Linked DNA regions of Sus scrofa: region 2 is linked to region 1. Evidence: chromatin contacts called from public HiChIP or PLAC-seq data. All regions are on one chromosome and are shown on one strand. Each heading gives the region's core, a stretch centred on a gene start, on an enhancer-like site or on the middle of the called end of the contact. The rest is flanking DNA. Distances are from core to core; before and after follow the strand shown. Region 1 holds the start of TGIF1 (TGFB induced factor homeobox 1). Region 2 holds the start of EMILIN2 (EMILIN-2).

Region 1 (5,599 bases), core at 366-2,865:
CTTCATCCCTCCTCCCCCTTCTTCCGTCCCCAGCGGACGTGAGCCACCAATCCCGGCCACAGCCAACCCTTCAAATGCGAGAAGCTAGCGGCCCGCTAACGGGCGGCCCCCTCCCGCCCTACATCTGTCTTGCGCTCCGGCGCAGCGGCTGATTCATCTCTAGCCAGGCCGGGAAGGAACTGCGCTCCAGCAAGTTGCAGGGGAGCCTCCGGGCTGGTGGTTTCCCCCAGGACCTTGTTTCTCCTTTTGCCATTTTAGATGTGTTCTCTTAGGTGCCGAGCAGTCGGCATACCACAGGAAAAAAACAAAACTGTAAGGTTGCTGCCTTCTTAAGAGTGACTTTTTTCCTTGTTTATTCATTTTAAGTCCTGTAATTGGAAAAACCACCCAGGCTTTGTAAACTCTGGCCTTAATTCACTCTCCGGTCGGGGGTGTCTTTTTTGGGGAGGGTGCGTGGGTGGGTGACTGGCTCTAATTTTCAGTGTAATCCTAAAACAGAGGCTCCAAAGTCTAGTTAGTCATCGTTTGGCTGCTTCATTCCTCCTTGGGCTGAACCTTATTTCCCCGGAGCTACTGCTGGGTTCTCCATCGAGGTTACAAAACAAAAACAGCACAGAGCAGAAACTGGAGACAGGCTTGGGCGCTGATGTCTTACTAGGTTTATTTATGTTTGGGGTTTTTTGTTGTTGTTGTTGTTGTTTTTAAGTGATGGGGAAGGTCTTAGTGTGGCATGTGACAGTTCATTTACTTCAAAACAACGGCACAGACACTCGCGAAAACTGCACCCAGAGGAGAGGGAGGGGAGGGGGCTTGCTTGCGTTTCTTGAAATCGTCCAGACAGCATCCGGTCTTTTTAAAGGGTTATTTCATCTAGGAACTCTTGTTGGAGTTCTCTCGACTCTCAACCAAAATAAGCCAACGGGAACACATGTTTACTTAATGGTTAGTTTCTGTTTGAAATGGGGGGTGGGGGCCCAGCAGGATTTAAGTCATAAAAAGTAGACTCTTTACCGAAACAGATGAGCAGCCCAGGGTGTGGTAGCCCCCTTCACATAGAGGCGGCAGCTGCCTGGGCCCGGAGTGTCCGGCCGAGTCTCAGCCGGGCAGGCGGAGCGTCCGGGCCGTCCCCAGGCAGAGACTTTTAAAGAGCATGTGAGCATGACAAGTGTCTGTCCGCAACGTGTTAGATTTCGAAACTGCCTTACAATCCAGTCCGGAACTCGCAGCTTTAGCCGGGAGGAACAGACTTTAGCCTGGGGTGTCTGTGTCTCATCCTCCCCCCTCGCCCCCCCTCCCCCGTAGCAGTTGGAGGAAGAGCCCCGGGAGGAGAAGGGTGCGCCGCGCCGCGCCCGCGTGTCAATGGCAGCCGCGCATTCTGGAAGAAGTTGGTTCTTGTCCCGAATACTTTTCCTACGGAGCTCCGCCCCTTGAATCAGCAGCCGCTGTCTTCTCCTGCGGCTAGAGCTGGGACCGTGGAGTTGAGGCAGCTGTCAAAAACGAAAGGAGCCTTTTCTTCCCCGGGGTGGAGGAGGGGACGGCCTTTTTCCCATCTGTTGCAATTTCGTAACCAAACCAAACCAAACCAAACGCACCCTCCCCAGCCCCGGGAAGAAAGGCCCACAGGAGAAACTCGCGGCGCTCGGCTGGTGTCGCCGCCGCTGCCGGGGCAGGCGGCGTGCGCGCAGCAGGGAGACCAGATCACGTTTCTGGGCTCCGCCACCCCCACGAGGGACGAGTGACAGCGGCCTGGGGGCGCGGAGTGAGGCGGCGCGGCTGCGGCGGCGCTCGGTGCCGTCCTCTCCGGCTGGAAGGTGCGGGGGAGGGGCGGAGGAGCGGCCGGGCGGGCGGGGGACGGGGCGGGCGGCTGGGGGCGGAGGCAGGACCTCCTGTACCTTCCCTCCTCGCCTCGCTCACTCTGACAGCGCTGAGGTGCGCCGAGCAGGAGCGGGGAACAAAGGAGCGGAGTGGGGAGGGGAGCGAGTTGGGCGAGGGAGAGACCCCGGCCGGCTGCCAGAAGATCCCGGCCGGAGGAAGCCCAAGTGTCACTTGAATTCCACCCAAGGAGCGGGCGCCTGGGATCGGAGCGCCTTGTTTAGCAATAACGGCTGGAGCGCGTCCTACAAGTTACGGGAGAGTCGGCCAGGAAGGAGGACAATCGCTTGGCCCCTCCACCCCCGCTCCTGGCCCCTCGAGACCCCAGCGCTGCCTCGCGCTGGAAGGGGAGCTCCAGAATGAAAAGCAAGAAAGGTGAGGCTCCACGGGCTGCGGGCGCGGGTCCCGGGGAAACGTGCTCGCGGGGCGGCCCTGGGCTTGGGGCGATAGTGACTTGGTGGACTTTTCCGCCCCAGTGGCTCGCCGGCCTCAGCGGCGACCGTCGTCTTTGTTGAGGCTGCGTCTGAAATGGCAGTTGCTCCTTTCCTTCTAGACACAACACGAGGGGCTGTTGTGGGGAGACGGGCCTCTCCACGCTGCTGGCACGTTGTCAAAAAACACGCGCACCGCCTTGTTTGTGCTCCTCCAAGTTTCATTGTCTCCGCCGATACCCCACACTCCGCAGAACCGCCGCGTGGCTTTTCGCTCTTTCTCGCGGGCAGGGGAGTGGGGTTCGGGTCGGGAGCACCTCCGCCCGGCTTTTCCAGGACAGGACCCGGGGTGGTCCGGACGTTGGAGCCGAGGCGCCTTTGTTTGAAAGTTGGGCTCCTGGGCCCCACTCACTCCCGGCCGGGCCCGCTCTACTCCAGGGATGGGGCGTTTTCACAATCGGAGGAATGCAACTCTGGACCCAAGATCGCTCCGAGGTGTCGGTACCTTTGGAAAACTAGACCTTTCAGGATTCCCAGACTCTTAAAAGTTTTCCCACGTTGAATTTGGGGCAAGAGGAAGAGTTAGCACTGAGGGCAAGCAGCGTGCAGTCAGAATGAGTCCAAGTGTGACATGCAAAGAGTGAGCCTGTCATTGTTTCCACCGAGCGCTCTGGCAGCCTTACAACTAAAAGTTGCCGTCAGTCAGATTTAAAAACAAAATACACAGGAAAAAAAAGGGGGGGAGGGAACCCACCACCACGAAAGGTCAAAGGATGTTAACTCCCTTTTGAAGTTAACTTTTGAGTCCCTGATTGGGAGGTTCCCCCAAACCTTCCGCCGTGGGCTGGAGTTGGCTTTTCTGTTGTGATTTATGTCGAGTGGTTCAAAACAGAAGTTAATCGCTCGGGGAAGCCAGCGCGGGCGGGGTGGGGTGGCGCTACTGCGCATGCCCAGCAGCGGCTGGAGTTTTTCTAGCTGCACATTCTTACAGACTCGTCCTGCAAATACAATTGAAACACTCATGTTAGTGGGGCAGCGTCGAACCCTAGAGGGTTCCTACGGCCACGCTTTCACCTTGAATTTCTGTTAATTTGATTCTGGGCTAGTGACTTTGTAACGCGCCCAACTCCCCACCTCCTGCTTCCCGGGAGAGAGTGGAACGAAAGGTCCACCCCGGGGCATTGGGGAGTTGTAGTGGAACTAACTCCTTCCGTTCCCTCCCTGGGGACCGTGAGAGCGAGCGCGGGTTTGGACGTTTAACTGAGCTCGGTGAGAAAACGCGCGCGGGGAGCGCCCCGGTGGCCTCGGGAGGCCCTGGCAACTCGTGGAGGACTGACAGGTCCAGATCGTCACTGGAAGGCATTCCCTCCCTCGTGGCGGAACTGACGGGATAAGTTGAGGGCTTGTTTATGACGAGCGCCTCCTGTGATCCGAGGCCAGAGCTGGGCTTGCGCCGGGGCGGGCTCCCTCATTGTTTGGGCTCCGGCGGGGGAGGCAATAGTTATCCCCCCCGACCACCCCCAAGGCTCTCGGGTACCCTCCCCGTGGCCCCTTGCCCTCCACCCGCCCCCCGTGCCTCCTCTGGCGCTCTCCCCCCAGCAGAGGGATGTGGCGGGAACCCGGGGCCCCTGGGGAATGTTCAGGGCGCGCTGCCCCGGGGCGCGAGGTCCTGCTACTGCGCGCGGACTCATGGAAACAATGAAAGGTGACGTGTTGGAGGGGAAACTTTGCGACTGGTTCAGAGCCGGTGCGGGGGAGCTGAGACTGCTGAGGTTGTCCGGGTTTCTTTCCCTTTTTAGGTTTTCCTGGCAAGTCCTCTGCGGGTGGGCAGGCCCCTCTGGAGGTTGAGATTCTAGTTTCTTGTAATCTGAAACTTGGAGGCCTGGGGTAGCGCGAACGCGTGCAGTCGCGGGGCAATTTCAGCGGGGGCCGAGGAGTTGGCGGAACAAAAGCTCCGGGGCCGGCCGGGCCGGGCTCCTCCCTCCCCGCGGCCCGGCGGGCCCCCGCCCCGCCCCATCCCGGCCTCCAGCCACCTGGGGGTCTTCAGCCGAGTGGCCTCCGCTAGGGCTCCGGAAGAGATCTGGGCCTCCTGGCTCGTCTGGTTGGACCATTGTCTTGTCAATTTTGTAAAAGTCTGTGAAAGTCTTTTCAAGTTTTGTCGAAAACAAAAGCACTTAAAACGCAATCGCGGAGCCTGTGGTTTGGTGAGACTGGTTTAATAGTGTCTCGTCTTAAGAGACCGAGGATGCCAAAGAAATCTCCCCATAGGACTTGCAGACCAGCGGAAGATGCGTTGAGGAAAATCCCCTAATCTCTTTCCTCCCGGTTTCTGACTGTGTGGAAAATTCTTGCTTTGGAATTGCTAAATTCTGGGTTCAGCTCGGCACTCCTTAGATTCAGTGCCTGGGGTGTTGAGCACGGTTCCTGGCGCTTCTCCTGATATGTTCTTTCTGATCAGGAAACTTCTTAGGTTTGCTTTTCCCCTAACTCTACACTTAAGCGTTACCTACGGTTATTCTTATTCCTAGGTCCTTTTCTAGCCTTGTCCAGATTTTTTTTGTTTAGTCCAATTTAACAACGACTCTCTCTGGCCCTCCCCCGAGGCTCTGCCCCTCCCCCCGTTCCTATTTAGACACCCCCCCCCCAAAAGATGGCTTTTTAGGGCACTGGGATGCATAGGCCATCTTGTGGTTTTCCAAACAACTTGTCCTTGTACGTGGATGAAGTAAAACAGGCTTGTGATCCCTGCACGCCCCCCTCCCACACCACATTTTTTAAAGTATGAGCAGAGCAAGACGTTTGGAAACAAGTCGTAACCGGGAAAGTGTTCAAAAGCTCTGTTACAATAGGAAATGAGTAACGTGGAAAAGTCTTTTTGTTTTTCCAAGTTGAGCCACAGTCCCGAGGGAGAGTTTTAATGAAAACAGTCCTGACAGCAGCAAACGTGGTTTGCTGTAGGGAAATATCAGCTGGTGCAGCCAAGCAACTGAAGTCTCAACTTCCTGTTACTTCAGCTTTTGTGCACATTTTGGCAGTGTTTGTTAAGAGGTCCAGGGGCCTGGCACTCATTGATTTAAATGAACTGAAAACCGAGTAATGTCGAACTGCAGCTTGGTGTTGCTTAACAGAAACCTTCTTTTGTGTCACTTACCTATTTTGAAAGATCAGACTTCTTGTCAAACTAAGCAGAAAAGGACAGGATTTTAGGGGTTTTTTTTGTTTGTTTTAAACTATTCGATTTTATCAATTTACAGTTGGAAAATCACTGTTCAATGAGTACATTTTCACACTTTTTC
Region 2 (5,831 bases), core at 3,140-5,639, 550 kb before region 1:
TTCTGGAAAGCAAAGATGAGGAATGAGTAGAGTGGACGCCCAGGCTAAGTCTTAGAACTCTTGACCACATCCTAGATGCAAATCTGTTCATCTTGATCACAAGTCTTATGCCCAGATGGCTATCGATAGTGTAGGGGGAGGTGAACCCCCTGCTGCCTCTGTAATGATCACCCATTCTTCTTCACCAGGCAGCTGAAGTGAGTCTGGGTATATGTACTAGGAGCCCAGAATGGTCACTGCTTCCTGAGAAATACCCTCCAAGTACAGATCCTGGTGGGATCTTTTATCATGACCAATATGAGAGAATGAATTTTATGAAGTAGTACTATTCGGCATTTTTGCTTTAGATAATGAGACTTAGCCCCTTCTAAAACTGAGTTCATGATTATCCTCTCTATCCAAAATCTTATTCTCTTTCTTGTCCCACCCCTATTCTCCTCAGGACTGAGGCATATCAATAAAGGGGTGGGTAGTTCTCTGGTGGCCTAGTGGGTTAAGGCTCCTGCATTTTCATCACTGTGGCTCAGGTTGCTGCTGTGGTGCATGTTTGATCCCTGGCTCAGGAACTTCCACATGCCGCAGGTGTGGCAAAAAAGAAAAAGAAAAAATAATAATAAGGGAGATAACCTGAAATAAATGTTGCAACTATCAGAAAAGAAAAGGAAAGGAAAAGGAAAGAAAAGAAGGGATTAAAACCAAGCAGGATCCTGCAGGGCCCTCCTGTGTACAAAAACCCCTCTGTGTTCATTATTCCTTGTTTATAGAGGAAAAAAGCTTTGGTCTATGTCTTCCCCAAGTTCCAAAGAGCAGACTCAAGTAGTTACTAATTAGAGAAATGAGAGAATGCAGAAACAAAAGAAAAGCATTCAAGCAAGAAAAGTAATGATAGCTTAAACAATAGTTGGGCGATAAAACAGAGTCCTAGTTCGTCAAGTCATGGTCATATACAGCGAGCGACGCATACCTTTGAGTTATTCTGCAGAAACTAAGACCTCCCAACCCAGGTGGAGGATGCTGACCACAAGCACGTAGACCCTGGACTGCTGGGAACCAGAATGTTGATGATTAAGATTACTGAAACATCACCCTGTTACCTCACCAGCCAGCCAAAAGAAAGTCCATGGGCTAATCACACATCCTGCAACCCTTACCCCAAATGTTGCCTTTAAAACCCTTAGCTGAAAGCCAAAGGGGAGTTGGGGCTTCTTGAGCCAGAGCTGCCCCATTCTCCTTGCTCAGTGCCCTGCAATAAATGCTGTGCACTTTCCTTCACCAAAACCCAGGCTCAGGAGGTTGGCTTTGCTGCTCATCAGGGGAGCAGACCCAAGTTGGGCTCAGTAAATTAGCAACACAATCAAGAATATAAATTATTATTGGGGCACTTTTACTTTAAAAGCAGAAGAAATTCCTTCAGGTTGTTACAGGAAATGGACAGTTTTCAAGTGCTTATCTGAGGAAGTTGGTGGGTTATAAAGAATTCACACTTGCAGCATTCTGCCAATTATGTCCACTGTATTGCTTATGGCTAGGACCAGATGGTCTGCCCTATTACATTGTTTCTTTCTTTTTTTTTTTGAACTCGCCCACGACATGCAGAAGTTCCTGGGCCAGGGTTCAATCACCCTTGAGCCACAGCAGCGGCAATGCCAGATCCTTAACCCACTAAGTCTAGGAACTCCTAGATTGCTTCTTTTTGGTTTTTGGGTGTGTGTGTGTGACCTACAGCACAACTCACAGCAATGCCAGATCCTTAACCCACTGAGCAGGATCGGGGATGGAACCCATATCCTCATGGATACTGGTTGGGTTTATTACTGCTGAGTTACAAGGAGAACTCCCCTAGACTGTTTCTTTTTCTTTTTTTTTTTTTTTGTCTTTTTGCCATTTCTTGGGCTGTGCCCGTGGCATATGGAGGTTCCCAGGCTGGGGGTTTAATCGGAGCTATAGCCACTAGCTTATGCCAGAGCCACAGCAACACGAGATCTGAGCCGCGTCTGCAGCCTACACCACAGCTCATGGTGATGCTGGATCCTTAACCCACTGAGCAAGACCAGGGATCGAACTTGCAACCTCATGGTTCCTAGTTGGATTCGTTAACCACTGAGCCACAACGGGAACTCCTAGACTGTTTCTTGATGTTCTTCGATGCTGTATCTTCTGGAAGCCTCCCTCTGCCCTGCTTCTTCTGAAGTGATTTTTTTCCCCTGATTTTTCAGGCCATGCCACAGCATATGGAGGTTCCCAGGCTAGGAGTCAAATCGGAGCTGCAGCTGCTGGCCTACACCACAGCCACAGCAAGGCCAGATCTGAGCCATATTTGCAAACTACACCATAGCTCTCAACAGTGCTGGATCCTTAACCCACTGAGCATGGCCAGGGATCAGACCCACATCCTTGTGGATACTGGTTGGGTTTTAACCCATTGAGCCACAATGGGAACTCCCTGCTTTGCTTCTTCTGGAAGGCTCTGTTTCCAGAGTCTGAAGGGTCCCTTCCTCTGGCTAGAGAAGAAAAAGGAAGAGGGCCTTTTGAGAGCTTGGCCTTAAGTCTTCCATCTTCCCAGAGCAGCCCCATACCGGGTAAAAATGAGATATATCTAAAGAGATACAGGAGACAAATACTGTCTCACTTATCTGACCATCAGAAAAGTTACACCCTTCATCACCCAGGAATGCCTGAAAGCTCTGTAAACACAGATCCCACATCACTCTTGGCTCATCCATGACTCCTCATTATTTTTCCACAGTGCCAAGCATGGAACAGATTCTCAGAATAATACTTACTTGCTGAAAATGCCATTTACAGCTGATTATAAATAGAGTATAGTGGTCCCTTCAATGAAAAGCTTGTCCTCCAACTCTTGGACTTGAAGACAGCTTCCTGCTATAACTCTGACTCAGTGAAAAAACTAGATGTGGATTGATCAATTTTACTGAGTCTCAAATTTGAGATTTACCGATATGGAAGAGAAGTTGTGGTTTTTAGCTGTCAGCTGTAGACACACACAGCTTGTGTGTTTTCTCCATTTTCTTTTCTTTCATTTCTGTGCTCTGCTTCTTCCTGTGACACTTCACCGACAAAATGGGGTTCGGATGGGGAGAATAGGGAAGTCACACAGAAAGTTAGGGGTTGGGTTATGCAAGACAGCTTTTTATCCCTTCCTGTTGCTTTCCGCGCAGGGTGGATGGCTCTTTTGAAGGCTGAGGTCATGTCATCCCATTATTTGCATGATCTCCCATTTAGAGAGTTCTCAGACAGTCTATGTCCTTACATGGTATATTTTTCTGCTCAGCTTTTGTGAAGTGTCTACTTAGGGAATTTTCTTTCTTCTATTTGCAAATCAAAAGGTTCAACAACATCAAAGCATACTAGAAATGAAATGGACCAAAGGTTTCATTTAGTTACAGTAAAGCTTTATTGTCCATGTTACAATTCACAGCCAACAGCATCCTTTAAGTTCACAGATATTGCAGTTAATCTATGCAATCTGCAAATAACCTCACCTCAGTTCATTAGACGCAGCAGGTTAACTTAAATACAGAGTTCTCTCTGCCCAGGAGAGTACAACATTCTGGTGGGGATTTTAGGTAAGGTTCTTTGGTAGACTTGATTCATCCCCAAAAGAAATTTGTAAAGTTCGTGTAACTCGAAAATAGCCAGAAAATATGCAAGCAAGTGAAAAGACATCTAGCAGTGCCTGAACTGTTTCAAAGCAAAGGCGATTATTGTGGAGAAAATGCTTTTAACGTTGGTAGGAAAAGTTCAGAAAAGGACATCAGAAGGAGAGGCTGGGAGGTTACCTTGCCAAAACCAGTGTAGTGTATATTAGTCTGATGTTGTGCTTTAGAACCTGTTGGTTAGTGTCGCTTCCAGTGTCCCCTGCTGCCCTGCATGTTGACGAGGCAACTAGTGTTAAATGGATGCGTAAGGGAAAGAAAGAGAAGAGGACCCGCGTTCATTTCTCCTAACCCCTCCTAAGTTCAGACGTGGAGGAATGGCCGCGCGTCTTGCCAGAGGAAACCCGAGTCGAGTCCGATAAAGAACTGATAAAAATGTCCCTCATTCGCCCCGGGAAGCCGGCACCCAGGCACGACGTGAGGACCGCCAGACTCGCTGACTGCGGCCGCTTCCCGAGGGGCCGGGGCGCGCCCGCTGGAAGGTGGGAGGGGAAGTTGCCCCGATTCTGGGAAGAGACCAAAGGAATGAGTAATTGGAAATTCTGTAACGGAGACCCTTTCCCCAAACCCTGTGGCCTTTTCACCCCAAACCCCCTGCCGAGCGGCAAGAGGACTGGAGACGGACGCGCTGGAAGGAGAGTCACGTTTCGGAGGGGGAAGTGAAATAAAAAGGGCGGCACCGGGGGGACCTGTGCGTCATTGAGGGACCGAGAAGAAGCGCGGGCGCACGGGGTGGAGAAAGAGAAGGGGGAGCAAGAAACCGGAGGGGGCGGCCGCGGAGCGCGGGTGGGGCGCGGCGCAGCGCCCGAGCCTCCTGCCTTTTCGGGCCGCGCCCCGGCCGCCCGCAGCCTCCCGGCGCTTGCCCCGACCCTCTCTCCGTATCCCGCCGGCGGGGCGCGCCCCGCGCGCAGAATGTGGCAGAGGACACGGGCTCGGCCCCGCGCGCCCTGGCGTTGGGCGCTGGCGCTTCTGGCCCTCGGCGGCGCGGGACTGTGCCACGCCGGCCCGCAGCTCAGGCACCCCGTGAGGCCCAGCGCCAGGAACAAGTAAGTGCGCGGCCTCGCCTCTCCCCCAGGACGGCGAGGCTCCCTCCACCTACCCCTCCCGACTCTGCCCTGCTGAGGCCATGAGCTGCAGCCGGGGTCCCCCTCCGCCTGCCGGGGTGGTGCCTCCTCCTCGGTGGCCGCGCGCTCCAGGGGCTACGCCGGGCGCCCCCAGCGACTTCTCCCTTGCCTCCCGCAGGGCTGCCTGGGGCTTGGGGCGCAGGGCGGGTCCCAAAGAACAGGGCGATCAGGAAACTACCCCCCCCCCAGGAATTACTGGAGTCGCTGGGACCTTAAGGGCTCTTTTTGCCTCTGTCTTTTGTCGGGTACAGGTTCACGCTATCCAAAGGCGCACCCGCGCACCCTCTAGATATCTGCTGGTCGAGCGCCCGCCTCTGCCCGCCGGGACCAGGGTATCCCAGACGCCCTGTAGGCTCGTCAGGTCTCCCCCAGCCTCTCTGTTCAGGTTTACACCGTGCCCTTCTCCCTTTCTTTCACCCCAGGAACTGGTGCGCGTACATCGTGAACAAGAACGTGAGCTGCTCGGTGCTGGAGGGAAGCGAGAGTTTTATTCAGGCTCAGTACAACTGTGCCTGGAACCAGATGCCCTGTCCGTCCGCGCTCGTGTAAGTCGCGGAGCCAGGGCCGCGGGGGTGGGTGGGGGTGGGGTCAGAGCGCTGGGCTCCAGCCGCTCAGCAAATCTCTTCCAGTGGTTGAAAAACTTCCGCTGAAAAGTTTGAGCGCCGACTGGGGTACCAGGCACGATGGGGTGTTTAAGGAGCGTGTGCCGCCTGGAGCGAGCGTCAGGGATGCGCCTGCCTTGCGAGCTTGCGATTGCTGAGCATAGGAGGGGACCAACAAAGCCCCCCACCCCCACTTCTCTCTTTCTCTCTCTCTTTCAATTTTATTGCTAACATAAGGCAGCTGGACCTAATTACATCCATATTGCGTGTTCTGGGGCACAGAGAAGATTCCAAAATGTATACTGCTAAAACTTGTACAAGTAGGATTAGCTGAGGGTTTGCTTTAACCAGTGTTCTAAAAGAGGCGAGTTTTGTCCAAATGTCCCCATAAAACTGACCTCTTCCAGGTGTTGGGATCTCTAAAGTCA

The links. HiChIP or PLAC-seq counts read pairs in DNA pulled down with a chosen protein or histone mark.
Region 2: a contact with region 1 is called in an H3K27ac HiChIP or PLAC-seq map of alveolar macrophages. The contact joins the promoter of EMILIN2 here to the promoter of TGIF1 in region 1. A contact is called at or near these places in 2 of 2 datasets of contacts at active chromatin or transcription factors (alveolar macrophages and skeletal muscle).

What each region holds. Positions count from the first base shown.
Region 1 is chr6:103,230,472-103,236,070 of Sscrofa11.1, reverse strand. TGIF1 (TGFB induced factor homeobox 1) reads left to right here and starts at 1,615. Exons shown (of 4, transcript NM_001244289.1): 1 at 1,615-1,811; 2 at 2,063-2,247. The coding sequence starts at 2,232.
Region 2 is chr6:103,785,479-103,791,309 of Sscrofa11.1, reverse strand. EMILIN2 (EMILIN-2) reads left to right here and starts at 4,389. Exons shown (of 8, transcript XM_021096135.1): 1 at 4,389-4,723; 2 at 5,224-5,346. The coding sequence starts at 4,590.